2 separate regions of the Ovis aries genome follow, and region 1 is linked to region 2. The links are chromatin contacts, called in public Hi-C maps. All regions are on one chromosome and are shown on one strand. Each heading gives the region's core, a stretch centred on a gene start, on an enhancer-like site or on the middle of the called end of the contact. The rest is flanking DNA. Distances are from core to core; before and after follow the strand shown.

The links. A called contact is a pair of places that touch in the nucleus more often than the background predicts.
Region 1: a contact with region 2 is called in a Hi-C map of tail adipose tissue, with 2.6 times the contacts expected there. The contact joins the promoter of MOK here to the promoter of DYNC1H1 in region 2. A contact is called at or near these places in 6 of 16 Hi-C or Micro-C datasets (hypothalamus, liver, mesenteric adipose tissue and 3 more).

Annotation. Positions count from the first base shown.
Region 1 is chr18:64,726,253-64,733,717 of ARS-UI_Ramb_v3.0, forward strand. It overlaps MOK (MOK protein kinase), which reads right to left and starts at 3,036. Exons shown (of 12, transcript XM_042235520.1): 1 at 2,850-3,036. The coding sequence starts at 2,856. It also overlaps the pseudogene LOC101120956.
Region 2 is chr18:64,478,981-64,485,897 of ARS-UI_Ramb_v3.0, forward strand. It overlaps DYNC1H1 (dynein cytoplasmic 1 heavy chain 1), which reads left to right and starts at 4,644. Exons shown (of 78, transcript XM_027957415.2): 1 at 4,644-5,025. The coding sequence starts at 4,773. LOC121817135 (a long non-coding RNA gene) reads right to left here and starts at 4,441. Exons shown (of 3, transcript XR_009597298.1): 1 at 4,381-4,441; 2 at 1-3,377.

The sequences.
Region 1 (7,465 bases), core at 1,786-4,285, 250 kb after region 2:
TTCTAAAACTGTCACACCCAAATCCAACTATCTGTATTAACACTGCTTCTAAAGATCTTAATCAAGGCAGGTGATAAGTATCAGAACTACGTTGTCTTAGTCGTTCAGTCGTGGCCAACTCTTGCGACCCTATGGACTATACTCCACCAGGGTTCTCATCCACAGGATTTTCCAAACAAGAATTCTGGACTGGGCTGCCATATCCTTCTCCAGTCAGAACTAAGGGGCAAGTTAATTACTAAGTGTAACTCTCAACTAGAGTTTAAAAGAGGATTCAGCTTCTAATTCCTACTCTCTTTGAGAGAGAAAGTACTTCAAACCAAATCACTAAAAACAAGGTCAAGATCCTTCAATAAAGAAGGCTGTACCAAACTAATTAGTTCATGCACTGTGGGAAAAATGGTGACCTGAATTACTAAACATCATGAAAATACAAAAAGATGTAAAATTATTCATAAACTCATAAAAATGATCATTTTGTAATGTGTAGAAACACTATAACTACGCTGTGCAGCTGGGACTAGCAGTGTTGTGGGTCAATTATACTTGAAAAAATACAAAATTTTAAAATTTAAAGTGCACCCTTTGGGACTTCCCTCATGGCCCAGTGGCTAAGACTCCGAGCTCCCAATGCAGGGACCCTGGGTTCGATCCCTGCTCAGGGAACCAGATCCCATGTGCCACAACTAAGACTCCACACTGAAGATCCCGCATGCTGCAGCTAAGACCCAGTGCAGGCAAATAAATAAACAAACAGTTTTTAAAAAACAAAAGTTTAAAAGATACAAATCATAAAATGCAAATGTTAACATATAGATCGTGTGTGTGTACTATGTGTGTGTGTGTGTATATATATATGTACATATATGCTAACATTTGTGATTTTTGACTGGGATCCTGGAAAAAATAAAAACACCTATCGTGGATATTACTGGGATAACTGGGGAAATGTGAGCTGTAGACTGCATATTACATGACAGTATTGTATCAGCATGCTCTTTACTGTGATTATGTAGGAGAATGTTCTTGTTCTTAGCAGATACTTGCTGAATTACTAATGGTGAAATGTAATGATGTCTACAGCTAACTCTCAAAAGGTTTAGTAAAAATAAATACATAACGGAGAGAGACAGAAAATGCCAGAGCACGGTGAGACAGTACACAAACACAAGGCAAGTGGAGCATCTAGGTGGAGGGTGCACGGATATTCAGTGTACTCTTCTTGCAACTTTTCTGTAGATTCAAAATTTTTCAAAATGAATAGCTGGGAAGGAAAAAAAAAGAATACAGTAAAAAATAATGTGTATATAAGTCCACACTATACATAAAAATGCAAAGCCTTTGGTAGACCTTGTATTCTAACTATTGCTTTGGGTGCATTACTGAAAAAGATAATCATGTAAACAATATCTAAGAACCTCTTGGACTTCGCTGGTGGTACAGTGGGTAAGAATCCTCCTGTCGATGTAGAGGACACAGGTTCAATCCCTGGTCAGGGAATATTTCACTTGCCTGGGAGCAACTACAGCCTGTGAGCCGCAGTTACTGAGCCCGAGTGCTCCAACTCTTGAAGCTTGTGCACCAGAACCTGTGCTCAGAAAAAAGAGAAGCCACCACAGTAAGCCCAGGCACCACAACAAAGAGTGGGCCCCACAGGATATAACTAGAGAAAGCCTGCCTGAAGCCATGAAGACCCAGTGTAGGGAAAACTTAATTATATGAAGAAAATAAGAATGTCTTGGCAAGGATGAATGAGATGAATTGTTTTAAACATTTTTGTTACACAATTTATGCCATATACCAATTGCCAATTGACAATCAGGATACAATGCAAATTTAACATCATAACTACACCCAACATAATTTAATCTTTTCACAGCAAAACAGGTTGGAATTTTTCTGGACCTCAGGTTCACAGCATAAATGACAAGTATATCTGTACAGTAATGTAAAAATAAAAAAGCAGCCCATTCTAGTTGATTACGCTTGGATTGTTCATAATCCACAAATTGAAGCACAGATAAATATGGTACCCCTCACATTTTCAAGGATGACTATCTCATTTCATAACTTCCCAGCAACGCTCTGTTACTGAAAGGCTCTTCCAAAATTTCTGTAAAGAAGTTCTGACAAAAGCAGTACTGCTGCTGCTGCTAAGTCGCTTCAGTCGTGTCCGACTCTGTGCGACTCCATAGACGACAGCCCACCAGGCTCCGCCGTCCCTGCGATTCTCCAGGCAAGAACACTGGAGTGGGTTGCCATTTCCTTCTCCAATGCATGAAAGTGAAAAGTGAAAGTGAAGTCGCTCAGTCGTGTCCGACTCCTAGCGACCCCATGGACTGCAGCCCACCAGGCTCCTCCATCCATGGGATTTGCCAGGCAAAAGTACTGGAGTGGGATGCCATTGCCTTCTCCGAAAGCAGTACTACCTGACCCCAAAATAATAATAAAGTAAAATACACAGCCCAGCTTTCCTCTCAACTGCCTACTAATCCAATGACAATAAAAGGTAGGAAGCCACACTGTAACCGCTCACTACATTACTGCCAAATGTTTTCAACCCACCATTTAAAAGAATGAAAAACTCCCCAAACTCTAATGTAACCTCGCACCAAAATAAACCGCAGCTGGACTCGGGTCGACGTTCTGAGACCCCTCACAGCCCGACCAGCCCTGAACCCCTCGGGCTGCCCCCTCCGGCTGCCCCCGGGGACGCGGGTCCCCGACAGCCCACCGAGATTTGGGGTCCCCACACTGCCCACCTCCCACGCCCACCGAGGGCCTCGCGAAGCCGGCCCCCACCCGCCGCCACTCGCCCTCTGGTCCCGCCCCTCGCGGCTCCACTCAACTCTTCATCCTGGATGCGGAAGCCGGCGACAACCCGTTGCGGATACTGGACGGAGAAGAAAGGGATAGAAAGTGTGGGCCCTGGCTTCCACTCCTTAGAGCCAGGGTCCCGAACTAGGACCTCCGTGGTGGTCCCTAAACGGAGAGCGTTAGGATCCAGCCGCCATGTTGTATCCCTGTCACCCTAGCAACCGTCAGGTCCACTACCACTCCGAGGCCGGAGACCGCGCGTGCGCAAAACGACCTATCGGCGCCCTCTGGTCCTACATGTACGCGTGCGCAGTATGGCCCGCCTCCTCCCTCTAGTTGCTAAGCAACCCTCCTCGCAGCCTTAAGCTGGTCCCGGTTTTTGAGTGTAGGCGGCTTTCTCTGGGATCGCTCTCCCCAGCAGTCCTGAGAATTTAGTGATTCGGGACCTAATGCCTGGACGAAAGCCTTGAGATTTAACTGGGCTGAGACACACTAAATAATTGTCAATTGATACCTTTTCTTTGCAGTCCCATGTTACAATTGAATATCCATTGACTGTAGATAATATAGTCCTGTGATTCAAGATTCAAAAATATCAAAAACAGAACAGAGTGGAAATCCTCCTTCCCACTGTTCTGTCCCCAGTTCCTCTCCGCATAAAGTAGGTAACTCATAAGAGATCTTTTATTTTTTTTCCCTCTTTCTTACACCAGTGGTAGTCTCGTATAGACTGCTTTGTATTTTGCATTTTTTACTTGATACTTTAACTTGGATGCTTTCCCCTAACAGGACCCAAAGAGCTTCATTATTTTATTTAATGGCTCTTCTAGTTCATGGTTGTCTGTGTGCACGCTCAGTCGTGCCCGACTCTTTGCGACCCCATGGACTGTAACCCACCAGGCTCCTCTGTCCATGGGATTCTCCAGGCAAGAATACTGAAATGGGTTGCCATTTCTTCCTCTCGAGGACCTTCCTGACCCAGGGATCTAACTCTCACCTCCTTTGACTCCTCGATTGACAAGCGGATTCTTTTACCCCTGAGCCACCTGGGCAGTTCCACTTCATGGTTGCACCATCTCTTGTTTAACTGGTTCCCTGCTGGACATCTCAGTTGTTTCTAATAAGCTGATCTTTCACACACTGCTGCAGTGACCAGCCCTGAACATACATCATGTTCCATACGTTCATGTATACCCGTAGGAGAAATTCTTCAAGTGGAGCTGCTGAGTCAAAAAGTTGTTGCTGTTGTTGTTCAGTTGCTAGGTAGTGTCTGACCCTTTGCAACCCCATGGACTGCAGCATGCCAAGCTTCCCTGTCCTTCACTGTCTCCTGGAGTTTGCTCAGATTCATGTCCCTTGAGTTGGTAATACTATCTAACCATCTCATCCTCTGCCTCCCTCTTCTCCTTTGCCTTCAGTCTTTCCCAGCATTAGGAGCTTTTCCAGTGAGTCACCTTTTCGAATCAGAAGGCCAAAGTATTGGCACTTCAGCTTCAGCATGTCTTTTTGATAAATATTCAGGGTTGATTTCCTTTAGGATTGATTGGTTTGATAACCTTGCAGTCCAAGGGACTCTCAAGAGTCTTCTCCAGCACCACAACCTGAAGGCATCAAAAGGTATCTACTTCGTTTTGGTTTTTTTTTTTACTTCACTTTAAAAATTTGAGTCAAAATTCACATAACATAGAATCAATCATTTTAAAATATGACATTCAGTACATTCATGAAGTTGTGGAACTTTATCTAGCTCCAAAACATTTTCATTGCCCCAGAAGGAAACTCCAAACCCATAAATCAGTCTCAAAAACATGATACTAAGTGAAATAAGCCAGACATGAAAGGCCACCTGTTGTATGATTCCGTTTACAGAGTAATTCCAGACTGGACAAATCCATGGAGACAGAATGTAGATACAGGCTTCCAGGGACTGTGGGAATGAGAGTGACTGCTAACAGGTAAGGGATTTCTTTTTGTGGTGTTGACAGCATTCTGGAATTAGATAGTGGTGATGGTTGCACAACTTTGTAAGTCTAGTAAAAATCGCTGAATTGTATGTATTAAATGGTTAGAATGGTCCGTTATGTGAATTTTATCAAGTAAATTGAAAAAAAAACAGGGTGATTATTGCTGGTATTGTTTTTTTTTTTAATCAAAAGAGCTTTTATTTCATCTTTAAAATATCACAAATGAGTCCAAAGAATCATCTGGCATCTTGTGGTTTCTATAGCCGGACCACCCAGAGCTTATTCATCAGCCTGCTGAACTGTTCCTTTTTCAGAAACATAGATACCATCCAAAAATTTTCCGATATCCTTGTGGCTTGCTGAATCTGACACAAGTTCCATGTGGTTTCCTTCAAGACTCGACTCATCTTCCTGGGCTTGAGGTACTGTATAAACAATGTCTGGCCTCTTCTGAACCCTGTGGATGTATTTTCCACCCCCGAAATTTTCAGATTTCAGCAAAAGAACCATTCTCCTGAATAGCAACATCGATGGGGAAGTGAGCACACACAGACCTCATCTTGTAACAGAGGCCCAGCGTGACACTTTTGATCATGTTCTGTACACGACTACAGATCGTGCAAACAGTAACCAGTTCCTTTTTATTTCCCCACCATTTGTCAACTTGGAGCCTCTTTTTTTCTTTCCAAGGAGACTGAATGCTACATTGACGTGATCAAAGTCCCTCCACTGAGCCTCTGGGGCCCTTCACTGTGCGTCCCTTCCGAGTAAGCGCAGAGTCATGACTTAGCCGCTGAGCGCTGCTGCTACTAGCTCAGAGTCATGTCGACGTTTCTGGAGCGCCGGCAGTCCAATTGCTGAGAATGGTCTACATGCTCGCAGTGGATGAGGTGTGGGTATTACTGTGGGTGGTCCTGTCCTTGTTGGCTCTGAAAAGTCACATCTAATCTCTCCAGATCACTGGAATTGATTTCTCTCTTCTTTCTTCTTGTGGTCTTTCCCCTTACATGGGGACTTGTATTTAAGTCACATTGATCTCTCTTTCTTTCTCACATTGTCTTTTTCATATTCCTTTCTTCTACCAAGGTAGGTTCTAAGCTTCTTAGCCCACCCACCTGTCTTATCTCTTCTGCAGGCGGAAGGACTTTCTGGGTAGTCACTGAATACCTGTTAAACGGTGAACCGGTGAATGCATTTTATGTCATCATCTGGATCTTCTATTCACCACTGTGGACAATTAGTAGTGAAATCCTGAAGAAGCCCAGGGGGGTCCTGATCCTGAGGAAGGGTCACAGCAAGGCATCCCCTGTAGGCAGACACAGCCTTGGTGCTCCTCCCCAGGTGAGCAGGGGCTATTGGACTTCAGCCCTCCAGGCCACGAACACCAGCACCCTGGTCTGCAACCTGCACTTCGAACTTGGAGGCCTTGGGAGAGGAGAGTGGAAGGGCCTTCGGAGTGGAAGATCAAAGGAAACAAACAGGGACCTTAGCAGGAAGGCAGAAAGGGAACTGTGTGAGATTTTGCCTAGAGCGGAGGTTCTCAATCTTTAACCTGCGCTGAACTCACCTGCCTTCAGGTGATTCTGGACTCTGCAGGGCCCCAACCACAGACTGCCTGAGTTTGTCATTCTGGGGTGGCATTTGAAAATTCATGTCTTGGGACTTCCCTGGTGATCCAGTGGCTAAAACTCTGCGCTCCCAATGTGGGGGGCACACAGGTTCCATTCCTGGGCAGAGAACTAGATCCCACCAGACTCAACTTGAAGACCCAGTGCAGCCAAATAAATAAGTATGATAAATATTAAAAAGAAAGAAAATGTGCATCTCCAACAGAATCCCAGGTGATGCCGCTGCTGCACTTAACGACCATATTTTGAGACCCACTAGCTCATTCTTTCTTTAATTCTAAGAAGGCTAGGAAATGCTACTTCAGAATAGCCTGGGAAGTCTTTCTGTAGAGTTCATACACAGCAGGCTCAGCCTTCTCGGGTTTCAGGTGTGTGGCCTAGGCCCTTGCTTGTTTAGACCACTCTTGCACTAAATGACAAAGGAAGAATGGACAGACGAGAAATAATGGGCTGCGAGCTCCTCCAGGGAGGGCCCCGCCCTGAGCCCCTTGCCCGCTCAGCACATACAGCCACCAGGGACATGTCACATGCTCGGAAGATGCTTGTGAGTGAAACCAGCCTGCATCCTTGGAACTCTGCTTTTAAAGCTCTGCATGAATAGCACCTAATTATAGCCACTTGCGCCTTTTGACTCATTCCAAAACTGTTCCTCAGACAGTTCATCCTGTATCCCAACATTAGCTTTTCCCTAATTTCCAGTCTCAAGAGATTCAAGCTATGTTTAGCAGACAATCTGTTTCTGCTGAGCTTCTTAATTAATGTTCAAAGCAGGAAATGGACAGAAGTTAGAAAAATTAGGAAAGACAGAAATTTCACACGTTAACCTCGGTTAGGTGGATGAAACGCAAATCTACCTATGGATATTAGAAATCAGATTGACTTTAGAAAATAAAGGAGTTCCCTGGTAACCTAGTGGTTGGGACTCAGCGCTTTTGCTGCTGGGGCCTGGGTTCAACCCCTGGTTGGGCAACTGAGATCCCACAAGCCATGTGGCATGGCCAAAATAATAATAATAATATAAAAATAAATAATAAATGTATCTCAGAGGAAACTTAG
Region 2 (6,917 bases), core at 3,394-5,893:
AAGGTGGGGGGTCACCGTGCACAGAGGTACTAAGTGTCACAGGACATCCCAAGGTGGGGGGTCACCGCGCACAGAGGTTCTGAGTGTCACAGGGCTCAGGGGTGTTAGCAGGACACACAAGACCCACTGTGTGCACAGCACCCAAGGGTCAAGAAAGAGGAGGACCCAGAAGGGGTCAGTGGATTTGCCCACGTGCAGGCCATCTGGTGGCCTTCACCACGGCACCTGCCAGGGAGTGGGGTGGGGAGCTGGCCAAGAGGCAGCCCCCAGCTACGCTCCTTTGCAAGCAGTTTTGCTGAAAAGCATGAGCCGTGTTGGCAGGAGGTGTGGCAGGGGTGTCTCTTCTTTCTTTCCAAAGAAAGGGTGAGTTGGAGAAGGCTGGACACGGTTGAGAAGAGTCCAGGACGGAGAGAGGAATATTTGAGGGCGGGGAGAATTTCAGAGGCATGTCCAGGAGAAGGAGTGTGGGCTCCAGCGCCCCCAGGGAGCGGTTGCCTTGGCTGGGAACACAGACGTCCTCAAGTAAGAGAAGGGGCTGAGTCCCTCCAGAGAGGAACCGCCAGGGCGGCGGGAGGCGTCTCAGAGGACCTGGGGCTCAGCAGAGATTGAATTGCCTGCTTTAGAGGCAAATTTCCCCAACTTTACCAATGGGCGGTGGGATGCCAGCGGGACCACGGGCGGGCATTCCCGCTGGTCAGTGCCGTTGCTCGCTTGGCGGCTCTGGATCGGTCGCCCGGGTGGCCGTGGGAAGGTGAGCCTGGAGGCATTCCCGGGATGGACCCGGCCAGCAGGCAGGGAGGAGGTCTCGGGCCGGAGATGGCTCCGGAGTGCGGGTCCTCCCCGTCACCGCTAAAGGGCGCCACGACACCGCCCTGCTCCTGCGAGGCACTCCCCCTTGGCGCCCCAACCTCGCCAGGAGCCCAGGGAGCTTCCAGCCTCGCCCCAGGCTCGCTAGAGAGAAAAGGCGCCGAGACAGTAAAGGGGGTGGAGGCTGGGACGAGCGTCATCAGAGAGAGTCCTGCAGCCCGGCGGAGCGACCGGTGGGTGGAGTCCCGCGCCGGCGCCGAGATGCCGCCGCCTCATCTCATGCAGCTGGGGAGGTTCCACACCTAACGTGCGCCCTGTGGACAGGCCGCCGCTGCCACCCAGCCCCGTTCCCCGGGCGTGAGGCCTTCGTTTCACAGCCATCAATCAACCACGCGCCCATGTGGGCCCAGGCCCTGCTGGCGCTGGGAACGGGCCGTGGAATGAATGAATGAATGAATGAATGAATGAATGTGCGAGCCCAGTGTGGAATTTCCCCGGGGGAGAGGAGGACCCCAGGCGCAGAGCCTGAAAGTGCTGGGCCAGCCGGGCTTGGGCTGAGAGCTCAGTGTGGTGCAGGGCCGGGGGAAGGAGGGGAAAGGAGAGTGGGGCTGAAAGCGAGTCCCCAACTCAGATCCGAGGAGCCATCCGGTGCAGTCCAAGAAGGCAGGGAATGGACATGCCAACAGTTCATCACCAATTTCAGATAAAACACAAGTGGCTCAGCAGCCACTCCCACCCCCCATCATCTTAGAAAGGATTCTCTCACCAGCACCCACAGCCCACTGCCAACAGAATGCAGATTCGACTATGGACAGGAGAAAGCGGAGATGGCAAACCAAGTAGGCCAGGGGAGAAGGGGAGAGCCCACTTCTGGACGGAGGGCGCACCTCCACGAAGAGTCAGCTTCCCAGGAAGTCCTGCGCTAGGAAGCCAAGGCAGCATCTCACAAAAATATCCCCTCCCCTGTCAGCCTGGGGCAGTCTAGCCAGCCCTCAGAACAAGGAATTTACAGTGCCTGGCACTCAATCAACACTGACAATTCTTCTTACTATATATTTATTAAACAGCAAAAAAAGTGGAAGTCGTGACCGACTCTTTTCGACCCCATGGACTATACAGTCAGTCCATGGAATTCTCCAGGGAGAATACTGGAGTGGGTAGCGGTTCCCTTCTCCAGCGGACCTTCCTAACCCAGATCGAACCCAGGTCTCCCGCATTGCAGGCGGATTCTTTACCAACTGAACTATCAGGGAAATATCCTTGGAAAATAGAAATGCAAGCACATTTGATCAATGTACGGACCCTGATTACTCAGGTTCCTCTGATTCTCATCCTTTTAGAAGTAACACTTAATTTTGAAGCCATCAGACATACAGGGCTGCACATCTGGAGCCTGCCCCTCTGTTGCCCTGGCTCGGAGCCAAGCTGCAGACATTTGAGTCCCGTGGAGGCCCAAGTGGCTGCGTCTCCTGGGTGGTGCTGACTCACCCTGCAGGCTGCAAGCAGCCTCTCTCCATCTGCCAGGTCACTGCTGGGTTTCTGGTGCTCAAATGGTGTGTAGTCAATTCAGGGTTCACTAACCTGAACCTAATAGATCCTCTTCCATCCCAGTTCCTACCCCAAAGGACACAAGGCAGGGAGCAACCCTCGGCAGAGTGCCTGCTAATGATGCAGTCAGTGATAGTTGTCGGTGGCATTACTGTTTTTCGTTACTGTTGTGATCGTGGCACAAACTCACTATAGGTGCTTTATCTTTTCCCAGGAACATTAATTATGTCTGTTCAGGCATATGATACAAGAGTGGACTGGTGTGAAATAAGACAGACAGAGGACCAATATTATATGATAGCACTTCTGTGGAATCTAAAAAACGATTATACAAATGAACTTATTTACGAAGCAGAAATAGACTCACCGACATAGAAAACAAATTTATGGTTACCAAAGGGAATAGCAGAGTGGGGTGAAAGTGTTAGTTGTTCGGTTGTATCCGACTCTTTGTGACCCCATGGACTGTAGCCCACCAGGCACCTCTGTCCATGGGATTTTCCAGGCAAGAATACTGGAGTGGGGTGCCATTCCCTTCTCCAGAGCATCTTCCAATTCTGGTATTGAACCTGGGTCTCCTGCCTTTACCGTCTGAGCCACCAGGGAAACCCTAGTGGGCTGGGGTAGGGGAGACAGATTAGGAGTTCGGAACTGACATGTACACATTACTATATATAAATCAGGCAAGCAACAAGGATCTACTGTATAGCACAGAGAACTACACTCAATATCCCGTAATAACCTATAATGGAAAAGAATTGGAAACAAAAAATACATATGTATACATATACATAGACACACACACATATGTCTGTATATATACCTTGCTATACACGTGAAGCTATTAATAACCCAACATTGTAAATCAACTATACTTCAATTTAAAAAATTCCACACACAAAATAGAATGGACTGATGGTGGTCAGGAGGAGGATGGGCTATTAATCTGTCCCCTTTTCCATGAGCCATTTAAAGAATCATCTGATAGTCTTCATGTTCCAGCAGCTCCTGGGACTTGGCACCTGGCAATTGAGCAAGAATAGGTATACTGTATGTTTCCCAGTTTTCCAAAGATGATTTGGGGAAATCGAATCAGCCCATCTTCATTCCACCAATCAGGACTTAGCTCTCTGACTGTGCATTTTGATACAAAAATAGGGCCTTTGACTTCCCTTCCTCCACCCAACTTAAAAAGTGAGTTATGAGTTTGAACTTTCAAAAGCCAATTAACACTCCGTATAATAACTGTCACCTCTAAACCAAGAACTGAGCAGCATGGATTCTGGCCCTTAAGTCATCTCGGTATACCAAAGGAGGTCCAGGTAGCTGGGAGCCGGGGGCAGACGAACTGAGCAGGCACTGCAGCCCCTATCCTACCTTGTGTGGCTCCCGAGGCTAAGACCCTCGGAAGGACAGTGCCAGCTCGGGATGCTAGGGGAGCATCACCGTTCTACGCGGAGGCTCTCGCGTAGATCTCTCTCTTGGTCCTCGGGGCCTCCTGGGGGTAATCATATTCCCTTTAGCAACCCGGACACACAGCTTGGCTTCACCCCACCGTTCAGGTGTCACCTCCTGTGGCTTTCCTGTAGATCTCTCCTGCAGTCAGGCCTCTGTCTTTGCAGAAGCTGGTAGGTACTTGGACTGGGAATGTCCCCTCCCGAACTCCCTCCTTCTGGCCTAGCAATGTGACACTCCCCTCTTCTCCTCCCCCTCTGAAAAAGATCCCCTCTCCCGCTATGTGTGTTCTAAAACACAGAAAGCTATGTTTTAGCTCGACACATCGTAGTCATTCATTCTTTCAAAGAAAGAGCACAGGTTAAGGGCTTAGAACAACATCAAGCAAGAGATAAGTGCTCTAAACGCGTTAACTGGTTAACACCATTCATTTATGCACTCATTCATTCATTCATTCATTCAACATTGTTGTAGGGTCTCAGACTCTGTGCTGCTCGCTGAGGCCGCAGCAGTGAACAAGGTAGAACGGAGTCCCTGACCACCCCGCCCCGCGCCCCACTTAGTTCCCACCTTCAGGGCTCGAGGCTCGGGGACGGCCGGGGCTCCGCCCAGCGCTGGAACTACGAGTCCCAGAAGGCCGCGCGGTGGCGCCGCCGAGGTTGCCTGCGCGCGTGCGCGACGCCATGACCTAGGCGCCGCGCGAGGCGCCAGTGGCTGCGGCGGGCAGGCGCGCGACGCCGTGACGTAGGCGGCGCACGAGGCGTGGCCGCGGCGGGCGGGGCGGGGACGGCGGGCGGTGGCCTTTAGGGCGGAGCCGGCTCCCGCTCTCCCTCAGTCGGCCGCGGGTAGCGGACGATCGGCCGGCGGCGCCCGTTTCTCTCGCGCGCCGGCTCGCTAGCTCGCTCTCTCGCCGAGTCGCGGCCGCCTCCTCAGCGCTGCGCGCGGGTCCCGAGCGCGGCGCCATGTCGGAGCCCGGGGGCGGCGGCGAGGACGGCTCGGCCGGCCTGGAGGTGTCGGCGGTGCAGAACGTGGCCGACGTGTCGGTGCTGCAGAAGCACCTGCGCAAGCTGGTGCCGCTGCTGCTGGAGGACGGCGGCGAGGCCCCGGCCGCGCTCGAGGCGGCGCTGGAGGAGAAGAGCGCCCTGGAGCAGATGCGCAAGTTCCTCTCGGATCCGCAGGTGCACACGGTCCTGGTGGAGCGCTCCACGCTCAAAGGTGCGGGCCCGCAGCCGCCGGGGGCGCACCCCCGGGGACGGAGACCCGCGGGGACAATGGGCTCGCTTTGTCTGCTCGGCCTCTCAAGATGGCCGAGTTGGGTGGAGACGGCGTCTCCCGGGCTGAGCGCGGGCGGAGGCCGCATCCCGGCCTCCGCTGTCACATGAGCTCTTCGGTTTCGGTTTGTGTCCAGGCCGGGCCGGCCTCGGGAGGGATCCCGGCAGGCCGGCCTGGATTGTGGCCCCTTTGGTCGCCAGGATGTAGGGGGAGGGCCCGGCGGACCCCCGCTCCACGTACGGAGGCCCGGGCAGGGACCGTGGCAGCTTCGCTTGCCCCGCGGGGCTTCCTGTGTGCTGGGTTGGACAGCGCACGCAGCTCGGCCTCTTGGACCTCCTGCTGTCCCCTGCCGAGGCGAGGTGCATCTCCCCCCACTTCATAGTCGAGAAAACTTGAAGCCCAGCTGAAACGACTGGTCCAAGGTCACACCAGCTAATCCTCCCGAGACTGGACCCAGCATCTCAAGTTTCCAGTCCGCTTGTTTTCATTCAGACATACCTTGTATTTGTAGAATGCTCCCTGGTGGCTCAGACGGTAAAGCGTCTTCCTGCAATGCGGGAGACCCGGGTTCAATCCCTGGATGGGGACGATCCTCTGGAGAAGGGAATCGCAACCCACTCCAGTATTCTTGCCTGGGAAAACCCATGGACAGAGGAGTCTGGCAGGTTACAGTCCATAGGGCCACAAAGAGTCGGATACGACTAAGTGACTTCACTTTCTTTTAAGATGATCCTAAGGATGACCCGTTGGTCTTTGAATCTATTGGGTTGGTCAGAAACTTCCTTCGGATTTTTCCCTAACATCTTATGGATGTTGGGCACGTTTGACCATCTTCAAAGGAGAGGATTCGGGTTAGGCACCGTGCTTGCTTTGGCAGCAGGTATACTGAAACAGGTTAGGCACGCAGTGGAGGGACGGGGTGAAAGGTTTGCATATTCCAGCAGTCTCCTCCAGCAGTGAACTCCTTAGAGCAGGGGTGGACTCCTCTTGGGAGGGGAGCTAGCCTTCCAGGAGGATTTCCCCTGGATGCTTTGAGACCTTTTGTAGCCAGTGGCCGGCGGGTCTTGACAGTTCAGTATGGGTGTGGCCGGGTACATCCAGGAACCAAGAGGATGAGGACCAGGTAAATAATTCTAGCTTAGTACTGAGGATGGGGCGTTGTCTGGAAGTGCTGGGGGACAAGCTTCTTGTAATCTCAAAAAGCTGTGCTGTCTGCCTCATGGTCCTGTTCCCTGCCCCCTCCCCCCAGACATATTTGTATCAGATCATTTGTTTCTTTCAAAGACCTTTCTTACTCAGGAGATGCTTCATTGTAGCATTGGTCTCTGCAGGAGGGTCAGCTAGGGGGAAAGAGAATTTTTCTTAGATCCACAGAGAATGTTCAAAGCCAATAAGCCATCCAGGCATATTTTATGTTATATGAATATTAACATTGTTTAGGGTTTTCTTTTCTGTTTGAGGTTGTTTTCCCACATGGAAACCAACAGTGTTTGAAAAACTTTTTTTGAACTTATTTCTTTTTTTTTTTTTCTTTGAAGTATATGCTCTCAATAGAAAATTAAACAGATAATTAAAATCACCTGGAATCCTTTGCCCTAGATATGACCACAGTCGGCCTTTTGGTGTCTGTTTTTGTGGTGGTTTTCAGTGAACATACATTGTTTTATTAAAATACATTTTAATCTGTATTTTGAGTGGCTTGACCTTAGCTAATACTTGATCGTATTTTCATTGCACTGTTTGTGTTTTGAAATCAGTGATTTCTACATTAGGTCTCAGTTTCTTTTTATGGAAGATAAACTGTAAGTTTTGTTCTTTGATTCTAGGGTTCACTT